Regions from separate parts of the Sus scrofa genome. Here regions 1 and 3 are each linked to region 2. A link is a contact called in public HiChIP or PLAC-seq data. All regions are on one chromosome and are shown on one strand. The core of a region is the stretch at or near the end of the contact, and the rest is flanking DNA. Distances in the headings are between cores, read along the strand shown. Region 1 holds the start of VPS52 (vacuolar protein sorting-associated protein 52 homolog). Region 2 holds the start of LOC100156231 (gametogenetin-binding protein 1-like). Region 3 holds the start of IP6K3 (inositol hexakisphosphate kinase 3).

Region 1 (3,449 bases), core at 456-2,955, 180 kb after region 2:
AGAGGAAGAGAGCAAAAGCTGGCTCTCCGTACAATTAGCAAAACCCCAATACCTCCCAGTGATAAGCAGAGCCTCAGGATCCTTAAGAGATTATCAAAAAACTCATTAAGCACCAGAAACTTTGGTTCAACTGTTTTCAGCAACTACAAAGGTTAGGCTGCATAATTAAAGTAAATACCAGTTAAGGAGGCAGAAAGGGTTTAACAGAAGCAGCCTATTAATGAATGATGCTAATCTTTTATTTTCACTTACTTAAGCCTCCTAACAACCCCTAAAAAGGGAACAGACAACCAACGTGTGGAGATACTCAGGGCTCAGTTCTACACCACTCGGAAAAGTGAATGTTGCAATAAAGGGAGCTACACAAAATCTGTTTGTTTTCCCAGTGCATGTAAGTTATGTAGGTTATTAAGTGAGCAATAGTCTTAACGTTAAAAAAACATACATACATGCCTTAATGAAAAGATACTTTATTAAAAAGTGCTAACCATCATCTGAGCCTTTGTGCAATAGTAACAAAAGTCAATGACAATGGATCGCTGTAACAAATATAACAATGAAAATGTCTGAAATATTGTGAGAATCACCAAAATGTGACAGAAGACACCAAGTGAACAAATGCTGTTGGAAAAATGATTTGCTCAAGACAGGGTTGCCACAAAAAAGAGGTTATCTGTAAAGTGCAATAAAATAAGCCTCTACTGTGCACCGCCTTACTAGTTTCACAATAGAAGGAAGCAGTCTCCTCATGCACCACTTAAGACCGAAAGTTGTGCACCCTGAATTACAGAATGAAAAGAATTCAAAGTAAACATGATGGCTCTTATAAAGCAAAGCTTGTGATTCACCATTTTAAATTAACAACCTATCTATAAAATACTTACTGTGGTGTCCTTTGGGGATTGTGAGCAAGAAAGGCTTAGCCCTGGCACCACATAACATAAACATACTGGTAAGGTCATTTTTTTATGTTAGTTAAGCCTGTGCTCACTGACCTTGTTATGAAATAGTGACCCCCCCCCCATTTCCTGGTTTCTTCATGCTTGGAATCTCTTGGCCTTTCTACTCTCCCTTCAGAGTGTACCATTATCCCATTTCCAGGACATACACATTTCACAAGAATTGCTCTTATGATGCACTAGGAGGAGCAAAAACCTATATAGCAGGGACCTTATAAGTTGACTGCTGATGGTCCAGGCCGGTTTAGTGAACAAATGCTGGCAGACAACCAAAGCCTTTCCCCAACCCCTAGGTGAAAACAACTTTGCTTCACCTAAGACGGTTCTTTGGCTTTTACCACTTACCTTTTGCGGCAAATGTGGCAAGGGCTTAGATGGACCCTGACCATTGTTTTTACCCAGCAGCCCAGGTGACACGGTTGAGACTTTCGCTTACACCTCAGGTGTTTACCCAAGTTTCCTTCACACCCCCAGCTCCTTTACCTTAATCGCAGTGATAGCAAAGGCAATTTTCCGCCGCCCATCGATGTTGGTGTTGAGTACTCGCAAAATGTGCTGGAACTTCTCAGGGATTACTAGAGACTGATAGAGATGGGGGGAGATGTCAGACTTCGCTAATTCCCGCCAAACCGTTAACCCCAAACACGAGCGTGAAGCTTGTCACGCAAGGTGCAAAGAGCCCCCGTCAGGTCTTCACGACACAACACGACTCCCTGGTCCTGCCGACAGCACAACAGGAAGCGTCCAGGATCGGAGAACGCCATCTCCGGAGGAGAACGCCTCCTGCCCGCTCCCAAGCGGCGGGACGGAGGGCCCACGCGCTCCCAAGCCTTCCCAGAGCCCGGGGAGCGCTCATCCTCGGGCCCCGCTGCCTAGAACTGGGTGCTTTGTCGTCCTTCTCCAGGAATGAGGCCCAAGGCTCCACACAAAACGCTGCGAGCCCCCAGGCCAGGACATTTTCGGCGCTCTGACAGCAAGCCTTCCCTGTCCCGGCTCCGATGTCGCCAGATACCCGAACGAACCCAACTCTTACCATGGCTGCAGCGCGGGCGGCGGCGTGTAGGCCTCCAGTGGAAGAGAGAGCGGAAGTGACGTGACATTCTTATATAGCTTCCAGGCGGAAGAGGCGGAGCGACCTTGGCGAAGCGCTTCCGGAAACTCCTTGTACCTGAGCCGGCTAGGCCTCTGAGTCAGAACTGCGCGCCACAACTTCCGGTGCCGTCTCTCTTTACAGATCGTAAAGTTTTTGCGCGTGAGAGCCACGAGAGTTCCGGGTTGAGATTCTCTTTTTAAGACTTTCAGTTTCCATTTGGACTTGGGCGAAGAGCTTAGAGAAAAGGGGAGAGCTAGAGGCAGTCTGTTTAACTCAAATATCTGGGAACGGTTTCGTGCATCACGCCCCAGAACTTGCAGTTCCACTCAGGGGAACGGACCTGCCCGACAGCTGCCGGAAGTGGGGCTGCGCGGAATGGCTGCCGCTGCTACCATGGCGGCAGCCGCCCGGGAGCTGGTGTTGCGGTCCGGGGCCTCAGATATGGAGGAGGAGGAGGGCCCACTGGTGAGGACGCAGGGCTGTTTCTCCTCCAGAGTCTCGTCCGGTCTTCTCACGTCAGAAAGGTCTGGGCTGGGTTTCGCGCAAGGTTGGGAGCTCGGCTGCTACCGGTGATGCTGCCTGGTCTGGCTCTCCATACCCCTCCCCGGATCGGACCTGGACCAAAGTGGGGACTAGAATGGCTGATACTTAGGTTCTGGGGCCACAGTTTCAGTTAAACTCCAGATATTTGCGCAGGATAGAGAAGCGGTGTAGAGTAAATGCTAGGAACATGGCCAGACTGCCTCGGTTCTAATTCCAGCTCAGCCACTTATGCTGTGTGTGTTTGGGCAAGTTAACTAGCCTCTCTGTGTCATCACTCTTAACACTTATAAAGTGAAAAAATAAGACTTACTGTAGAGGTTGTCGGTTAGGATTAGGTGAATGTAGGATGACACCTGGCACGATGGTGAACACTGTGTTAACTGACATTTCTAGAAAGGCTGGAGCTCCCCACGGGGATTGTAACAGAACATCTAAGATAGAAGGAGTCTGGAGACCCTAAGTTCAACTGCAAGTTCTGCTCTGTCCCTGCATCTCCTAATTTTCCTCATTTGGTCACCTCTGTGGGTTTGCTGGCTCCTTGTCATATTCCCTACCCATCAGCCCCAATGAGTAGATTGGGACAATATGAGATTTTGGAATTTTTTGGACTCAGCATTTCTCTCTGGTTTCCCAGTGAAAGTCCTCTCTCCCCATTATATTTTGTTCTCCCCCTCCCTTTCCCATTAACCTGCCCCTCTCCAGGGGGGTGGTCCAGGTCTCCAGGAGCCACTGCAACTTGGAGAGTTGGACCTCACCTCTGATGAATTCATCCTGGATGAAGTTGATGGTAAGTGATGGCACGAGGTGGCCGCAGTGCCTGTCATCTTAAGAGGCATGGGGGCTGGAGGTAATAA
Region 2 (3,818 bases), core at 691-3,190:
GGCAGCCCAGGCCTGGCCCAGGTCACAGAGGGATGAGGAGGGCTGAGCTGAGGGTGTGGTTTCCCTATTTTCTTAAGCAAACACCTGCTGTGTGCCAGGCACAGTTCTGGGCGCTTCTCAGAGAACTTCTCATTTGATCCTTGCAGCTGCCTGCTGAAATAAGCAGTTCTAGTCCCATTTTACAGATGAGGAAACTGAGGCACAGAAAAGCTGAGCGACTTGCTGCCATCACACAGCTTGGCCTAGTGGCGCTGGGACTCAGACCCAGGCCGCCTTCCTCTGGCCTTCCCTCAGATTGCTCCTGCCCTTCTGGGCCCTGTGCCCAGAGGAGTCAATTCTGTCCATGTCTGGTACCTCCCCTGCCTGTGGCCGCCACACTCACCGTCAAGCAGACACTCCTCCTCCTCTCTGGCCAAGGCCTTGGGGCTGACCTCCAGTGGCCCCGCAGCCCTCTGCAGGCATCCTTGATCCACCTCCAAGGCTTGGGCAAAGCGGCCCCTGATCCCAAAGCACAGTCAGGTGGAAGTGGCAGGTGCAGCCCAGAGATGCGGTGGAAGCCCCCCTAACCCCCCACCCCAAGGTTCTCCCACAGGCCCCACTTAGCCTACTCCCCCCTCCTGCACAGCCCTCTGGGGTCCATCAGAGAGATGACGATGCTCCCCCAAAGTAAAGGGAGGGGCGCCAAGTCCAAGTGAACTTGGAAACCAGAAGAAGGGGGAGGGGAGACAGGGAAGGGGGCCCATAAAGGAGCTGGGGAGCACTGGGACCCTGCTCACCCTACACACACCCTTCCCAGGGCCCGGCCTGTCCTCCTGTCCTTTGGGGACCTCCATCCCCAAGCCCTCACTGGTGGAGGACCCAGTCTGCTTCCCCACCCCCACCTCTCCAGTCCTTCTCCCATTCGGACCCTCCCAGCTCAGGCCCACACCCTCCCTTCTGCCTTCCAGGAGGCTCCCAGGTCCCTGCTGCCCAGAGCCCACCTCTCACCTGTCTGAGGTCCCCGTGTCCCCCAAGGCCGCGCCTGCCACCTCCTCCTCTTCCCTTTCGTCCATCTCAGACAGGCTGCCCAGCGCCTCCTGGCCTCCTCTGCGTGGATCTGACCTTACTTCTACACCCCGGGCCACCACCCTCAGGACCTGCACAGGGGTGGGGGTCTGGGCCCCCGCATCCCCTAGCTCCAGCCCCGAGGGACTAGTTCGTGGCAGGGCCACAGCGAGGGTACAGGGCAGCGAGGCAGGTGGCCAGGATTCCTTCTGCCCCGCTGCTCCGTGACAGCCAGTCATCAGGGGGGTGGCGTCCTGCTCTTGCAAGGGGCACGGCTGACCCCCCACCAGGGCCTGGTCTGAGCTCTCTGGGCTGCCCTTGCCCCCCACCAGGCTACGGAAAAGGCGGAACATGGACGAGCGGCCCAGATTATGGGCCCGAGGGGTTGGGGCTGGGGCCTCCATCCTGAAGGGGACCTGACTCAAGAGGGAAGGGCCGCAGCAGCTACTGGGACCAACTGCTTAAGAACAGAGGGGGTTGGAAACTTCCCAGAGTTCTAGAAGGCGAAGGCGGGTTGGGGGTGGGGGCAGAGTGTGCCCGGGGGTGGGGGTGGGGGTGTCAATGCAGCACCCCGAGGGTGGGGGTTGGCGAGGCTCCAGGAGACGCAGAGGTGGGGACCCCAACTCTGAGAATGGGGCACACAGCTCTCCCCACAGCCTGTCCTCCTCTGGCTGTGGCTGCTGGTCCAGGAGGGTGGGAGTGTGTGTCCTCCCACCCCTCCCTTCACAACCAGTCTCATCGGCCCTCTGCATGTCCACGTCTACCTGCCTATCACCTGCAGGGTTTCTACCTCTGCAGCCATCGAGGAGCTTGGTACACAGGCCTCAACTGTACGTGGAACTTCAATCTTTTTTTTTTTTTTTTTTTTTTTTTTAGGGCCGTACCTGTGGCACATGGAGGTTCCCAGGCTAGGGGTTGAATCGGAGCTGCAGCTGCTGGCCTATGCCACAGCCCCAGCAATGCAGGATCCTTAGCCCACTGAGCAAGGCCAGGGATCAAACCCACATACTCATGGATACTAGTCGGGTTCTTAACCTGCTGAGCCACAATGGGAACTCCGTGGAATCTCAATTTCATCTTATTATGCCCATGGCACTTACATGTCTGATTATAAACCCCGCTCAGTGACCTTGGCGGAGGTTCCTTAAAGCAGCCGAGTCCCAGTTCGTTCATCTGTAAAATGGATGTGGTCACCGCACCTACTTCCAAGGGTGGTTGAGACTGTTCAGTGAGGATGGTTTAAAGTGCCCAGCACTGGAGTTCCCGTCGTGGCGCAGTGGTTAACGAATCCGACTAGGAACCATGAGGTTGTGGGTTTGATCCCTGCCCTTGCTCAGTAGGTTAAGGATCCGGCATTGCCGTGACCTGTGGTGTAGGTTGCAGACGCGGCTTGGATCCCGTGTTGCTGTGGCTCTGTCCTAGGCCAGTGGCTACAGCTCCGATTGGACCCCTAGCCTGGGAACCTCCATATGCCGTGGGAGCGGCCCAAGAAATAGCAAAAAGACGAAAAAAAAATAAAAAAAAATAAAAAAATAAAGTGCCCAGCACACAGCAGGGCTTCACAAACCTCACCAGCCTGGCTTTCTTGCTGATACCGACGGACAGAAGTGGGGCAAGATCAAGGAGGAGGACAGGGAACCCGGGTGGGAAAAGCCGTGGGTGGGGACACTCGGCAGGGGTGGGAGCCGCGCTCTCCGCCCTGAGCCCAGCCCCAGCCCCGTGCTGCAGGCTTCAGCGGCTGCATCCGGCGGCCGCAGAGCAACTTCCTCTAGAGGGAGCTGATTGGAGCGGGAGCCGCCGGCACCTCTATGATCGCCAAAGCCTCGCGGGTCCCGAAGGCCGCGCTGGGACCAGCCCAGGCTGCATCCTGACACCAGGAACTCACTGGCGCCCGTCTCTGGAGGCCGAGCCTGGGTACCTTACCCTGGGAGTGGCCACTGGCCACTGGGATCACCGGCCTCCGCCCTGCTGAGCCAACCCAGGCCTGGGCCAGGGTCTGGGCAGGTAAGCCGGGAGGGTCCCGCCTGTGCTCCCCACGCCTGGGAGCTCCGGGCCGGGGGTAGGTGAGGGAGGCAGGGGGCTGGGGGGGGAAGGCCTCAGGCTCCCCCCAACCCCCGGGACTCCACCGAGCCCTGTTCGGGGCCTGATCCACCCGGGGCTCCCTCTGGCCACCCCTCAGGCAGCTTCCCCTCTCACCCTGGCCCTAGGGGCCCGAGAATCGGGTGTCAAAGAACCAGGCTCTTTAGCAGTCTGGGGGATGGGGGGGGAGGTCAGAGCCAAGGTCAAGGGCACGGGGAGAACTTACAGCCTCCCTGCTGCCCCAGGAGACCTAAGAGCGGTCTAGAGTCAGGCACCTCCCCTGGGGAAGCATCCTGGCCACCCTCCTCCCCTGGGCAGACCCCACAAGTGGGGAACTCAGAGTACCAGGAAGTCAGGTGCTTGGAGGGGGCAGGGGTAGACCCAGATCAGCAAGGCCTGGGGCCTTGGGGCTGCTCTGAGGCGCCAACTTCTCCCCAGCTCTGAGCCCGAGGGTGGCAGGGGTGCTGTCAGCATCCTCCAGCCCTGCAGTCCTGGGGGCACCAAGGGAGCCAGAAGGGCACCTTGTTCAGGAGGAGGCTGCTGGGATGGGTGCATGCCAGGCCAAGGTCGGTCTTCCCCAGGTGGCACTGGGTGGAGGAGGGGAGGCACAGGTGGTCCGGACCGTCCCCACCCTTCTTTCTGCTGCTTTCGAAAGTAGCCCCAGGCCTGAGAGGGAGGGGTGGGCGGGGAGGGTG
Region 3 (3,681 bases), core at 186-2,685, 150 kb before region 2:
GGCTGGGAAATGTTGTTGGGTAAATGAGTGAAGAGGAAGTCAGTATGGGAGTCCCCTGGTGATTCAGCAGCTTAAGGATCCAATGTTGTCGCTACTATAGCTCAGGTCAGTGCCGTGGCGTGGGTTTGACCCCTGGCCCAGGAATATGCACATGCCAAGGGTACACCCCCCCAAAAAAAAAGTCAGTATGGAATCCAGCTCTTTATAGCAAAATACACGCAGAAAGCAAGTATGGGAATGATCCCAGGGTCTGCCAGGCCCGGCCCTCTGGGCAGGAGGTCCCGTCCCCTTGGTGCCCCAAGGGACCCCCACTCGGCCTGTGGTGGCTCCAAGGTTCCCAGAACAGGGATGTGAGTCCAGGCTGGAGGGAGAGGGGAGTGGGGGAGTGGCGGGGGGAAGGGAGTCACAGCCCCTTTGCCAAGGCCCCGTAACTGGAGCCCAGCATATGGGACGGTGAGGGACTGGCAGGCCAAGGCTCGCCCGGCAGACTGACCATTGCTTTCCCATGTGAAATGTGATCCGCGGGCCCCGGCCCCTCCCTCTGCCTTAGCCCAGGCCTCATTCCCCAGGAATCCCGGTCATGCCCGCGGGGCTCACCCTGTCCAGTGGGGAGGACTCTGGGGAGGACTCACGGTGGCATTGGAAAGGAGGTCGGTGTCCAGGAAGAGGCACCGGATGGGTGGGCCGTAGCCCCCAGAGCCCCAAAGTGGGTGCAGAGAGCACTGAGTGGACAGTGGCCAGGGGATGGCCAGGATGAGGGCCGGGAGCCCGGGGTTCTCGTCCTGCCCCATGTCCCAGGTCCCCTGTGTCACCACCGGGCTCACCTGCTTGGTTGAGTGAGTCGTGAGAGGCAGACAGCCCGCAGTGAGGGCTCCACGGGGGCGTGGAGATGGGGGGAGGGCAGTGGTTCTCCGGGTGCTGTAGGACAGGTCCGGGCCCTGTTAGACCAGGGGGTGGGGGTTCGAGCCCCTGAGAGAGCAAGAACATGGGGGATGGGGCCCAGAGTCAGAGGCTGGACTGTAACCCCACAAACACAACAGGCCCTGTTCTGGCAGATTCCTGGTCAGCCCAGCAGAGGATGAAGCACACACAAGGGCCTGCAAAAACTTGATTGTCCTCAAGTTGATTGTTGATTGACTATCTTGCAATGACACTTCTCTCTAGCAGCCACTGCCTGGGGCAAACCGGCAGCGAGGGTGGGGGCAGGGAGACCAGGGGGATTGTGTCCCCTGCCCTCAGGCTCTCCTGAGGAAGGGGGGGTGCAACTGGCCCTCGGGGCCTGACGTCCATCCAGACACCCATCCATCCAGAACGGCTCCCTCCTCTCCCTCCCCACCCCCTCCTGGGAGCTCTGGCCCTGCCCCCAGAGCAGCCCAGCACCTGCTGACAACTGGCCGGCCAGCCAGCTGAGGGTCAGCTGACCTCCCCCCCCCAGGCCTCCGTAGCCCAGCCCTCTGGACAAACCTGAGTCCGGGCAGCCCCTCTACCAGTGCCACGGTGGACGGCAACCCTCCACGCTGGCCTCTGGGAAGAACCTTGCCCAAAACCACAGAGCGAGCACTGAAAACAATCACTTTCCAGGGAACCCCTCTCTTCTACGGCCACTCCCCACGTCCCACCAGGAGTGAGGCTCTGGTGAGTGCTGCCTCGGGGAAGGGTTGAGGGGGGGCTTTGATGGGGGGTGGAGGCCTTATGGTCCCAGGGCCTGTTCGTAGCACCGGGGACCCAGGGGATGGGCCTCTTCTCCATCCAGGGCCCGCCACTGGCGTGCTGCTCTGTGGAGGTGTGTCTGCGTCGGGAGAGGGGTTGGTGCGTTCAGCAGCGTCGGAATTGTGTCCTTTGCTCCTGTTCCCCTTCCACTGGAGTCACTCCCACTGTCCCCTTCCTAGACGTCCCGCAGTCTCTGTGTGGGATGGGAGGGCTGGGGTGAGCCGGAGGTCCTGGGGGCAGGACCCCATCCTCTCCGGGTTTAACCCTTCACAGGGGCAGCTGGCCCAGGAGCAATGGGCAGTACCCCAGGCCCCTGGAACAGCATGTCCTGTCTCAGCACCCCCCCACACCGTGGGGCCCCAGTACTGAGGTGACGTCAGCACCTACAGGCAGCGCAGTGGCCTGGGCTTGGGCGCCCCCTAGGGGTGGGGCGGAAGTGATATGTCACCACCCCAGGCAGTGGCAGAATCTTTAGGGGCCTCCCCTCACCCGCCCACCGGTGAACCTGACACCTGAACTTGAGCCCACCAGGTCCTCAGGCTCTCTGGGGGCCTTAAGAACATCCACAGGGGCCCCTCCCCCGAGATTCAGGTTCAGGTTTCTAGAGTGTTTAAAAGCTACCAGGTATTTTTTTAGCCTTTATTACTAAGAAGACTTTTAAGCTTACAGAAAAAATAGAGGGAATGACAGAATGAACATTCGTTTATCCTGCATCTGGGTTTACACCGTTGATGGAGTTTTGCCGTGTGTGCTCCACTGGGTGCCCTGCGGCTAAGGCATTTCGAAGGCATTTATGGACATCACTGCATTCCCCTCGAAACACCTCAGTTCAGATTCTTATGTGACCCGCATGCCTTATCCTGCTGACGAAGTTAGCAGCCCCCTAAGAATGTCCACTTCCTATAATCGTTGCTCCCCAATGGCCCCTAAATGGGTTTCGATGTTTCGTTTAGAGCAGGATCCAAACGAGGAGTCACTCCATTTAACTCCTGAGTCTCTTTCCATCTGCAAACGTCTCTGCCAACTCCCACCCTCCCACCTGGGTTCCCACCACAGTGACTTGCTGAACTGAAAGGACAGGGGAACACGGCCAGGTCAGCAGCTCCCAGTCCAGGGCAGTTACTGAGGCTGGGAGGGGAGGGGCAGGGAGCTGGGCCAGGCTAGGCCTCCCAGCCCCTGCGCCCCTGCTCCCCCAAAGCCAATCCCTCTTCTGCAGATGGCCGTGGCCAGGGTCTCCCAGAGCTCTGCCCACCACGGCCCACAGCCTTCTCCCGCTCTGAGCAGAACAAAACTCTCCCCGGGGCTGCCACACCCGTCAACTTTATGGGCATCGGGCCTCACCAGTTCAGGAGCTGGTGGGGTCGGGGGCCCAGCTGGATCAGAGGGGTGGATCTGCGGGGCTCTGGGAGGACCCATGGAGGCTGAAGGCCACTCCCACACCCGCTCAGACTCTCTCCAGCGCCCACGGCCCACCTCCTTGGCAAGCCCTGGGTTTGGGGTCCCTTCCCTGTGAGTCTCCTCAGAATGCACCTCACCCATGTCAGGAAGCTCCCCCCACCCTACAACCTGCAGAGAAAGCAGGGCGGGGGTGGGGGAGGGGGGGACATCCACCTTGATGGGAACTTCTGAGACCTTTGGAAGCAGCCGACCGGGAAGGGCGGGGACACTTCTGGGCTGACTGAGGACAGCCTGGCAAACCCAAGGTGGCGGGGAACGCAGCCCGTGGTCACCCGGCCAAGGGGCTCATAGCTGGAGTGCCTGCTCTTCCCACGGCTATGGCCCGTCTGCTGCTGCCCTCTGCTGGGGACAGGCTCACCCTCTGATGGCCGGTTAGCTCTGGGGCCTGAGGAACAGTGGCCACACACTCGCACTCACACACTCACACACCCCCCCCAGACCTCACGATTGTGTTTTGACCTTAAAGAGCTGCTTCTTAGAGTCATAAAGATGCCACACTAACCATTAGCTCCT

What was found. HiChIP or PLAC-seq counts read pairs in DNA pulled down with a chosen protein or histone mark.
Region 1: an H3K27ac HiChIP or PLAC-seq map of alveolar macrophages shows a contact between it and region 2. The contact joins the promoter of VPS52 here to the promoter of LOC100156231 in region 2. A contact is called at or near these places in 1 of 5 promoter capture datasets (liver), 6 of 47 Hi-C or Micro-C datasets (heart right ventricle, liver, mesenteric adipose tissue and 1 more) and 2 of 2 datasets of contacts at active chromatin or transcription factors (alveolar macrophages and skeletal muscle).
Region 3: a contact with region 2 is called in an H3K27ac HiChIP or PLAC-seq map of skeletal muscle, with 4 times the contacts expected there. The contact joins the promoter of IP6K3 here to the promoter of LOC100156231 in region 2. A contact is called at or near these places in 1 of 5 promoter capture datasets (fetal liver), 1 of 47 Hi-C or Micro-C datasets (embryonic fibroblasts) and 2 of 2 datasets of contacts at active chromatin or transcription factors (alveolar macrophages and skeletal muscle).

The regions. Positions count from the first base shown.
Region 1 is chr7:29,637,424-29,640,872 of Sscrofa11.1, reverse strand. VPS52 (vacuolar protein sorting-associated protein 52 homolog) reads left to right here and starts at 1,705. Exons shown (of 20, transcript XM_001925393.5): 1 at 1,705-2,517; 2 at 3,298-3,382. The coding sequence starts at 2,428. It overlaps RPS18 (ribosomal protein S18), which reads right to left and starts at 2,017. Exons shown (of 6, transcript NM_213940.1): 1 at 1,993-2,017; 2 at 1,443-1,541. The coding sequence starts at 1,995.
Region 2 is chr7:29,814,172-29,817,989 of Sscrofa11.1, reverse strand. LOC100156231 (gametogenetin-binding protein 1-like) reads right to left here and starts at 1,940. Exons shown (of 7, transcript XM_005665887.3): 1 at 988-1,940; 2 at 383-498. The coding sequence starts at 1,448. It overlaps BAK1 (bcl-2 homologous antagonist/killer), which reads left to right and starts at 2,645. Exons shown (of 7, transcript XM_021098603.1): 1 at 2,645-3,048. It overlaps LOC102162214 (a long non-coding RNA gene), which reads right to left. Exons shown (of 4, transcript XR_002345648.1): 4 at 2,514-3,818.
Region 3 is chr7:29,959,274-29,962,954 of Sscrofa11.1, reverse strand. IP6K3 (inositol hexakisphosphate kinase 3) reads left to right here and starts at 1,435. Exons shown (of 6, transcript XM_021098605.1): 1 at 1,435-1,635.